Regions from separate parts of the Xenopus laevis genome. Here region 2 is linked to region 1. Evidence: chromatin contacts called from public Hi-C data. All regions are on one chromosome and are shown on one strand. The core of a region is the stretch at or near the end of the contact, and the rest is flanking DNA. Distances in the headings are between cores, read along the strand shown. Region 1 holds the start of pmp22.L (peripheral myelin protein 22 L homeolog). Region 2 has its middle 10 kb from the start of tvp23b.L.

Region 1 (4,813 bases), core at 2,218-4,717:
CTCGCAAGCACCTTTTTTCCAGAGAAAACAACCCCAACCTTGACAGTCTACCCTCATACTTTAAGTCTTCCATCCCTCTCCAATTTATTCACACTCTCTGACTTCCCTCCTAGTATTCCTACTGGTATCCACACTCTCTGGCCTCCCTCCTAGTATTCCTACTGGTATCCACACTCTCTGACCTCCCTCCTAGTATTCCTACTGGTATCCACACTCTCTGACTTCCCTCCTAGTATTCCTACTGGTATCCACACTCTCTGACTTCCCTCCTAGTATTCCTACTGGTATCCACCCTCTCTGGCCTCTCTCCTAGTATTCCTGCTGGTATGCTCACTCTCTGACCACACTCCTAATATTTCTACCAGCATCCACACTCTATGGCATCTCTTGGAGTGTTTCTACAACCAGTTGCAAAACTAAAAATGACTGGGCCCACAGAAGAATCATTTTAAGGACCCCATTACTTTGGGGGACATCTATATATTAAAATTTCTATATCATATTTGTAAATGTCACCCACTGACTAGTCCAACATACCTCCTGGGCACCCCAGCAATCACAGCGTCTGCTTTCTTTATAGTTACACCCCTACCGAATGGTGTGCACACCCTCTGGCCTCGCTCCTAGTATTCCTACTGGTATCTGCAGACACTAGCCTTTCTCTCTCTTAGTCTCCTCATATTCCCACCGGTATCCGCAGCTTCTGCCCCGCCCTCCTAATATTTCCACAACTGGCATCTTTCTCCTGATGTTTCCTTGGCCTTCTCCCTTGGCATCGGTGCTGGTATCCACTATCATTGGTCTCTCGCCTGATATTCAGACTGGTATTCACTGTCCTATTTTTTTCCATTTACTCCGGCTGTCACTTGTCCCAATTTAACCCTATCCCCCCCCAACAGCTTTGGGGTTAATGAAAGTGAAGGTGAGAGGAATGAGAGTCCAGGCAAGGGTGTGTCTGCAGTATCTCCAGTAAACAGCAGGGGGAGCTTAATCACCAGCATTCCATCAGCATGAGACTGTGTGTGTGTGTTTGGGTTGTACAGATCTGCATGACTCCCTCCTACCAATGATGTTGTGTTTTTCTACTCAGTCTGTCACTGCCAGACAAAGGGTTAACTAGAGTGTAAAATAAATAAATAACAAGGCTCCAATCCCACACCCAGGATTCCAACTCCTTCTCTGCCCAACTTCCATCCCTGAACTTTGATTTTATTACCATCTCCCCCCTCCCTCTAGGCCACATATGGGATCAATAAGGGGATCGTAAAGGGGCAGGGTCTGTGCCTCTAACCCCGGGCTCAGGTTTCAGGTTTACCCTGGCGCTAACAGATTTGGGGGCATCATTAGCCCTTTTATTGATAATCTTAGACGTTGAGGCAGACTATTATATTTTATGGGAAGGGGCTGTCTGTTATAGTCTGTATACTAAGGCAAGGTGGTTGCAAGTGAGTGAGTATATAGTAAGGCAAGGGGGTGTCAGAGAAATACTGGGATAGTGTGTATATAGTACGGGTCTGCAATGATGCGATAGTGTATAATGAGCTAAATAAAGACATTTAACTAATACAAAGAAAATTATGTTTGTATTAAGGAAAGATACATACGAGGCTGCACTTGTGTATATGCAAAATGGTGTCAGGGGCTGTGACAGTGGCCTAATGTGTATAGTAAGGCAAGGTGCTGTGAGAGGCTGCTGTAAGTCTGGGATCATGTATATTATGAGAAATTTGCCTAATTTACTGCCCTCCATAACCTGCAATACAATGCTGTCAGCTGTTTCTGAACTACAACTCCCAGCATTCATTTTTGGGAATACTATAAGTTGTAGTTCCATAACAGCTGCAAGTGGGGTTGTAAATAGCTGCCCCCTAGGAGACAGGACTTTGCAACCTCCAGCTGAATGGCAGCCCTGCTTAGAGCCAAGATACTGCCCCCAACACCCGACCCCCTGACCAGGCTGCCTAATCTCCTGTGTGTGCACAATGCCAGCAGTGCCCGTGCCAAAAGCAGCAGCTCCCCCCCCACCCCGTGCCCGAGATGTACCAGCCCAGTAATTCCTATCCAGTAATACCTCCCATAGTAGCATCTCCCTCCTCCGGGCACAACACACAGCCGACTGTTTAATTACTGTTCTATTGCACCATTTCTCTTCTAATCGTACGAGATAATCAGTTTGTCTTTCCTGAGTTGCACCGACTCAGAAACCGCTTGATACAATGAAGCAACTTCTCTCTGCTGCCTGCCACTTCTCTCCCGCTACAAAGTAACTTTGTTTCACAGCAAATTGCACAGCAGCCCTAGGGACACGGTGTAGTACAACTGAACCTCTCTTGTGTAACGATAGGGTTAGTTCACACAAGGAGATTCACTCGGGCAACTATGGAAAGCGCATCGCCGTGTGTGCTTTAGCGCAGGCGACTTTTCATTATAGCCTATGGGAAAACACGCTGAGGCAGTTAGGGGAGATTGTCGCTCAGAAGAAGAGGCAATTAGTCGCCAGGCGACAAAATCCCCCGGAATCTCCTCATGTGAACTAACCCTTAGGGTAGGGACACACTGGGCGATTTGGGGAGATTTAGTCGCCTGGCGACTAATCGCAGCGACTTTTCTCCCCGAATGCTTCCCCTCTCTCTGCGCCTGGCTAAAATGAAAAATCGCCTGCGCTAATCACACGCAGCGATTCGTTTTCCGAAGTCGCCCGAAGTTGCCTCACGAGGAAACTTCGGGCGACTTCGGAAAACGAATCGCCGCGTGTGATTAGCGCAGGCGATTTTTCATTTTAGCCAGGCGCAGAGAGAGGGGAAGCATTCGGGGAAGATTGGTCGTGGAAAGTCGCGGCGATTAGTCGCCAGGCGACTAAATCTCCCCAAATCACCCAGTGTGTCCCAGCCCTTAGGGTCCTCTCCAGAATCACGAGGAAACTTCAGGCGACTTCGGAAAACGCTGTGCCGCGTGTGCATTAACGTTGGTGACTTTTCATATTAGCGGATGGGAAAATACGAGGAGGCAGTTCGGGGAGATTCTTGCCCAGAAGTCGAGGCGATTAGTCGCCAGGCAACAAAATCTCCTCGTGTGAACTAACCCTAAATGGGAGATTCCAAGGAAGGTGTGCCATATTAATATTGCCCCCCAACAGCTTTAAAAAAGCAGTGGACCCCACAGCCATACTTAAAGTTGTCCCCTTCAAAGTGAGCTTCAACCAGATCCCCCGTCTTCTGCATCGCCCGACCCGACAATTGCTCGCAGCCACTCCCAAGCCCTATTAACGGACACGGGTCTGATGCGATTCTAGTGAATTCACAAGACTTATCCCCTATATTAAACCACAATATGAAAATAAAAGTTGGGGAATTGCAATAACAATCAGAGAATTGCGACTTACTTAGTGCAGAAGCTGTCAGGCAAAGAGGGTCCCAGGCCAGTGCAGGCAGCAGGCAGATCCGAGCTGAGAGGAATAAGTGGCCCCTTTTCTGTGCCCAGACTGAGTTATTTGAGGTTAGAGGCTACTAGTGTGAGGGTATAAGATTCCCTTTAACAGGAACGACGCCCCGTGACGCTGGCTGGACTGGGTGTGTCACACACTCACACACACTCACTGCATTAACCTCCCTGCTAAAAATAATAGCAGAGATCTGGGAGGGGGATCATGAGATGGGGAGGGAGAGGGGAAAACTCATTCTACATTGTGTGTTATCATCCCTGGAATGTAATTTGGGTCCCTGATCCTCTGCTTATTGGTAGCACCCCTTCCCTGCCCCCCTGCCTGTTCCCTCCTCTTCCTCACACCCATTTCTGCTCACCCAGGAGCTGACAGAAGGAATCTTGTGTTAGTAAATAAAGAGAAAGGCTGGGACCGTTCACTTGGGCACCCAAATAGAACTTCTGTGGCAGCTGCAAAGTAGCTAAAGCTGAAAAAAGACTCTTTGCCTGATTGTCTAACTCTAGCTGAACCTCTTAGTCTGTACGTGAGGGAGAGAACTGTTTGGGCAAGGGTTCTGATCTGGGATTCTGAAAGCAACTAAATAATACCCCCAAATCCATTAGATTGTAAGATGATCGGATCATGAAGCTCGTTCCACGTGTTTTTTTTATAAAACTTAGCACTTAATCTTGGGTTGTATGTACGGGTGGGACCTATTATCCAGAATGCTCAGCACCTGGGACTTTCCAGAATAATGGATCTTTCTGTAATATGGATCTTCGTACCTTAAGCTGGCCATAGACGCAAAGATATGCTCGTTTGGCAACATCGCCAAACGAGCCGATCTTTCCTCGATATGCCACTAACGGGCATGGCTATATCGGGGGCCAAACGATCAGATTATGATGAGAGCACATTAGGCTCCGGCGGAGATCGGTCGTTTGGTCGAAAAAATGAATTGAGGAAAAATGTCGGGACTCTCCACACACGGTCCGAAAATCATACAAATCCTCGATTCGTACGATAGGATCTTTGCAGCTATGGCCAGCTTTACATCTACTAGAAAATCATATAAACTTGAAATAAATCCAATATTCTGGTTTTGTTCCCAATAAGGTTTAATTATATCTTAGTTTGGATCGAGTACAAGCTACTGTTTTATTATTACAGAGAAAAGGCAAAAGATTTTTAAAAACTTGGATTATTTGGATAAAGTGGAGCCTATGGGATAACTTTCAGGAGAACAGGTTTCTGGATAATGGATCCCATACCTGTATCTCTATTTAATGTTGACTCAGGTTTGTGATATTAATGTATAGTTCTGCTGTACAGCACTGCGTACACTACACACATACACTAGTCCCTTTAAAAAGGAATGTTTTGGGACCCATA
Region 2 (4,298 bases), core at 495-2,994, 77 kb after region 1:
CTACTATACAACAGAACCTGCAGTCCAGACCCCTCTGTTCCCCAGGTCGCCCCATGACCAAGGTATGCTGTATGTTAGTTATGCCACTTCCCACCTTACACTGCTCGTCTTACAGGCTGTAACCCCCTACTCTGCTACTCGGCCCACATGAAAAACGTTGCCCCACTACTCAGTCTGCATTTCCACCTCTTGTTTCCAACTGTCGGTCTCCACTCGGACTTCCAATTGCACCTCACACTTGCCCTCAGGCACATGCTTCTTGGCTCACTACCCCTAGTTCTATTTGTGGCCCATTGTTGGGGGGAAGTACTTGTTGTCTCTGGATCAAGCAATGGCTTTTGATAAAACCATGACTGTTTTGTCAAGTGTGCAATAACGTAAGTCCGAAGGGTTTGGGTGCGATATTTGCACTGGTCTCCCCCTCCCCTGCACCATTCGATAGTGTGCCCAGTTGGGAGGCCAGGTTCTGCTGCAGTTGCACCTCCCTGGTAGTACCACCACCAATTCTGGGTAAATTTTTTAGATTGTGTTTTGGTATGAAGGGGCAAAGAGCTTCCCATTGATTCGTGGCTGTCAGGGTGAATATTTTGAGTTGTGGTCCAGTTAAGGCAGAACCACCCCCTGATCCCCCTTTAGTATGTTTTCTTTATGAAGTTTGAATGGGCCTGTGTAACTGGTAGCCGGTCAGTGGGGACATTTATAAACACTGGGCAAAATTGTTCATGGGCAGTAACCCATGGCAACCAATCAGTGATTAGCTTTTTTTCAGTCATCTGATTGGTTGCCATGGGTTACTGCCAGGAACAAATTTGCCCAGTGTTTATAAATGAGCCCCATTTGTATCTAGGGCAAAGGAGGTGAGGTTTCCATAGATATACTGAAAGCTATTCAAGAGCTTAAGGCTAAGGATCTTTGTTCAGCTGTGAAAAGTGAGCGGTTTGTGGGGTTGCTAAGGGTGTTTTGACAGCTGAGAATTCCCAGGAGTCCCTATGCAGCGTCAGACTGGGGGGCCGAGGCCCACTGGGCTTCCTTATGGGGGGCCCTTTTCCCCAACCGCAACTCACTGTGTGGTGTACCTTCTCTCCTTGCCGGTGTGATCGGGCCTGGGAGGAACAGTGGGCAGGCCTCAGGCAGGTAGTGGGTCTGGGTTGGTGGAGCCCAAAATGTCCAGGGCCCACTGGGTTTTTTCCTATGTCCCGCTGGCCCAATTCAACACTCCAAGTATGCAGGGAAGGACAGTAACAGCAGGTTAAACAGAGAATAAAATTGTCTCCATATTAACAGTTCTAGATGCTTACAATGTGTATCAGATAGGACCCACTGTGACAGAATGCTCTGTTATAAAGAAAGCTAGAATCTCAGCCATAAAGCAGGGCAGGACTGCTGCTTAGACTGGGGTTCAGATAGGATATGTGACAGAATGCTCTGTTATACATATAGCTAGAATCTCAGCCATAAAGCAGTCTTCCCAGGCTGTGTAGCCTTTGGTGCCGGCAGTGCTAGAGAAGGAAATAGATAGAGAAGAAATAAGGCTTTCTAGCAGCTGTGTGTCAGTGAGAGTTGGGAATGCTCCAAGGGGGGAAACAGTGTGCAAGGGGGAACCAGATGTTTTCTCCCCATGTTATAAACCTGCTTGAATACGTCAGACCTTTACCCAAACAAGATGTTCAGTGAATGGGAAGTGTGGGAGGACTGGGGACTGGGACAGGGAGGATGAGCCATAGAAGCTCTGTCTGTTTCCTTAAGTGGAATAACAGAGGCACCTCCTGCTCCCACTAATGTGTGGGACTGCAATAAGCTGCTCAGCTGCAAATGCTCACGTTTCACTCTCCCGACACATCACTGGATCCCAGGCCTCTAGAGTGCCATATATACAGTTATTTTCTGATATTCTATATAGAGAGGCAGGGGAATAGCCCAGAGCTTCCACCGAAAATATTTGTGACAGAGAGAACCCTAAAAATCCTGCAAGATCAACAGGGCACATATACCTTGCCCTGTGGGTGACTTTTTGCTCCCCATTGGGCAATAACTTAAATACCCCCACTGCAGTTGTTCTGCCATTCCGGTAAGTGTGCCCCTCTAATTCCTCATATGAAGACAAACTGGAGTTGGTCTAGCAGGTATTTTGCAATATCAGTTGAAAGCAAAACAGGGGCCATGTAAGGGTTAAACCTGATGGAAGGTTTGTTTTTTTACCCCTTGAATATCCATGTAACTCTTATGGAGTTGCAAGAACACACAAATGCTGCAGACTGAAAGGTGAAAAAATATTAAGGGACAGTAAAGGCATTATACTGAGTTGCTCTTATGAGGAGGAGCATGTGGTGCTAGAGATATCAAGTGCAAGTCAGCAGTTTAGATACCAAGAGGGAGGTGCTACCCTGAATTAACAGTTACGTTTCCATTTAAAATGAAATACAAAAATAAAGGCAGATTTTGGACAGGGTCCAGAGGTTCGCGGTTTCCGTCTGACAGTGCTAAAACCCGCCAGCTGTTTAATTCAAAGGGCGGCAGTAAACAGAGCGCTGAGCTAATGTGGCAAATTTAGAATTGCATCATTGGAAAGTGTGCCCTGTCCTGTGTCCTAACGACGTGCCCTCTCTGGGGCGATGAGCTGCAAATGCTCACATCACTTTCTCAGCTTGGCCAATATAATGGGACCTCGTTGGCCTTTCTTCTCATTTTGTTTCCATTAGATGAAACCATTCCTTGGATTGCACAAGCTGTTAATTTGTTCCAGACCTCACTCATTCACATTAGGGAGTGGGGAGATATATTATATTGGGCTATGGACAAGTTGGTAAAGGAAAAGAGGTTGGGGAGCTCCCCCTGGTGTTAGAGATGCAGATTGCCAACCTGCTGCACAGAACTGCGGTTATGAATCAATTACTAGCACATAACTTTTCCCTTTAATTAATACTAATGAATGACTGTTGCCATGCTAGTGACATGCTGCCAGATAGGATAGAGGATCAGTAAGAAAAAACAAGGAAAAAATATCAAGGCTTTTTCCATGATCGGATAAACTCTGCATTGTTTATTTGCATCTGGGAGTTGTAGCAGCATTGGGAAGACTTTCTATTGGACCCTTTACATTCTGTAGTACAGATGGATTTTAGGCAGGACAAAAAGGGCATAAGACGTGGCTGATATCTGGCCTCAGTCCAACAACTGTGCGATCCACCGCGCTGCACAAAAATGCAGGTTTCAAGTCACATGCGACGGACATAAGGTAAGTGAATGCATTGTCGGATGGTGTCACATTGTTGATCCAACGCGGCATGACTGCCGGATGCAGACGCAGCTGCATTTACTTACCTTATTTCCGTTGCATGTGATTTGACGCCTGCGTTTTTGCGCAGCGCGTCGAATCGCACAGAAAGCGCCCATGTAGTCCTACCCTTAGGTTAGTGCCAAATGGGGACTGAAATCAGCCTGCTGAAATACACAAGCCAATTTAACCCCCTACACAGGCATTTGAAGCTTTTGGGTCACTCTGGCGTAAACACCAACAGCTGATTGAGGTGCAAAAATGCAAAGTATCACATTTCTTTGGCAAAATCAGCCAAATTTGTTTGCACCAGAGCCGACACAACTATTCCTCATCTGCATAAGCCCAATTTACCATATTTGCTGATTGGGAGACCCTTTTGACTCGTGACCTCTCATTCATTCCCCACATTAAATGCTCATTAAACAGTAACGTAACTGGAGGGGGCGGGCCCTGGTGCGGCACATGCCGCTGGGCCCCCTCCCCCCTCCGTTACAGATTATTTTCCCCGAAATCGGCCCATGCGGCCGGAAATCGGCAGTGCGCGAGCTGCCAGGGGGGCCCTGAGGGGGTGCGAGCCCTGGCCCAATTGTACCCCCTGCTCCCCTGGTAGTTCCGCCACTGTCACTAAATCATATTGTTTTCACTTTAGAAACATTTCCCATATACAAACCTTTCTCACAAAAGAAAAGGCCACAATTCACATCAATGCCTTAATCATTTCGAATATAGACCACTATAACTCACTGCTCTCCACTTCCCCACATCAAAACTGATCTTACTCCTATCCATCATGAACACTTCTTTCCTCCCATTACACAAGTGCTGCTCCTCTCTGCCCCTCCCTACACTGGCACCTGTTATACCCAGAGTTCACTTCAAAATCACACAGCACTCACCAGTGTGGCACCACTACACATCACCACTATAATTACCATGTATTCCCCCAGACATTAGCTTTGCTCTGCATATGACCCCTTCTCTCCTCCTCACTTCAGGACTCTGATCTGTAACTCATTGCCCA

What was found. Hi-C and Micro-C count contacts between places; a contact is called where the count stands out from the background.
Region 2: a contact with region 1 is called in a Hi-C map of animal cap, with 11 times the contacts expected there. The contact joins the enhancer-like site here to the promoter of pmp22.L in region 1. A contact is called at or near these places in 3 of 4 Hi-C or Micro-C datasets (the XL177 cell line, the XTC cell line and animal cap).

The regions. Positions count from the first base shown.
Region 1 is chr9_10L:51,991,491-51,996,303 of Xenopus_laevis_v10.1, forward strand. pmp22.L (peripheral myelin protein 22 L homeolog) reads right to left here and starts at 3,468. Exons shown (of 5, transcript NM_001086816.1): 1 at 3,383-3,468.
Region 2 is chr9_10L:52,070,572-52,074,869 of Xenopus_laevis_v10.1, forward strand. No RefSeq gene overlaps it. Among protein-coding and RNA genes, the nearest start is that of tvp23b.L, 10 kb to the right of the region's middle. Within about 2 kb of position 1,745, at least 1 of the 7 cell types and tissues checked has an H3K27ac peak or open chromatin away from gene starts, as enhancers often do.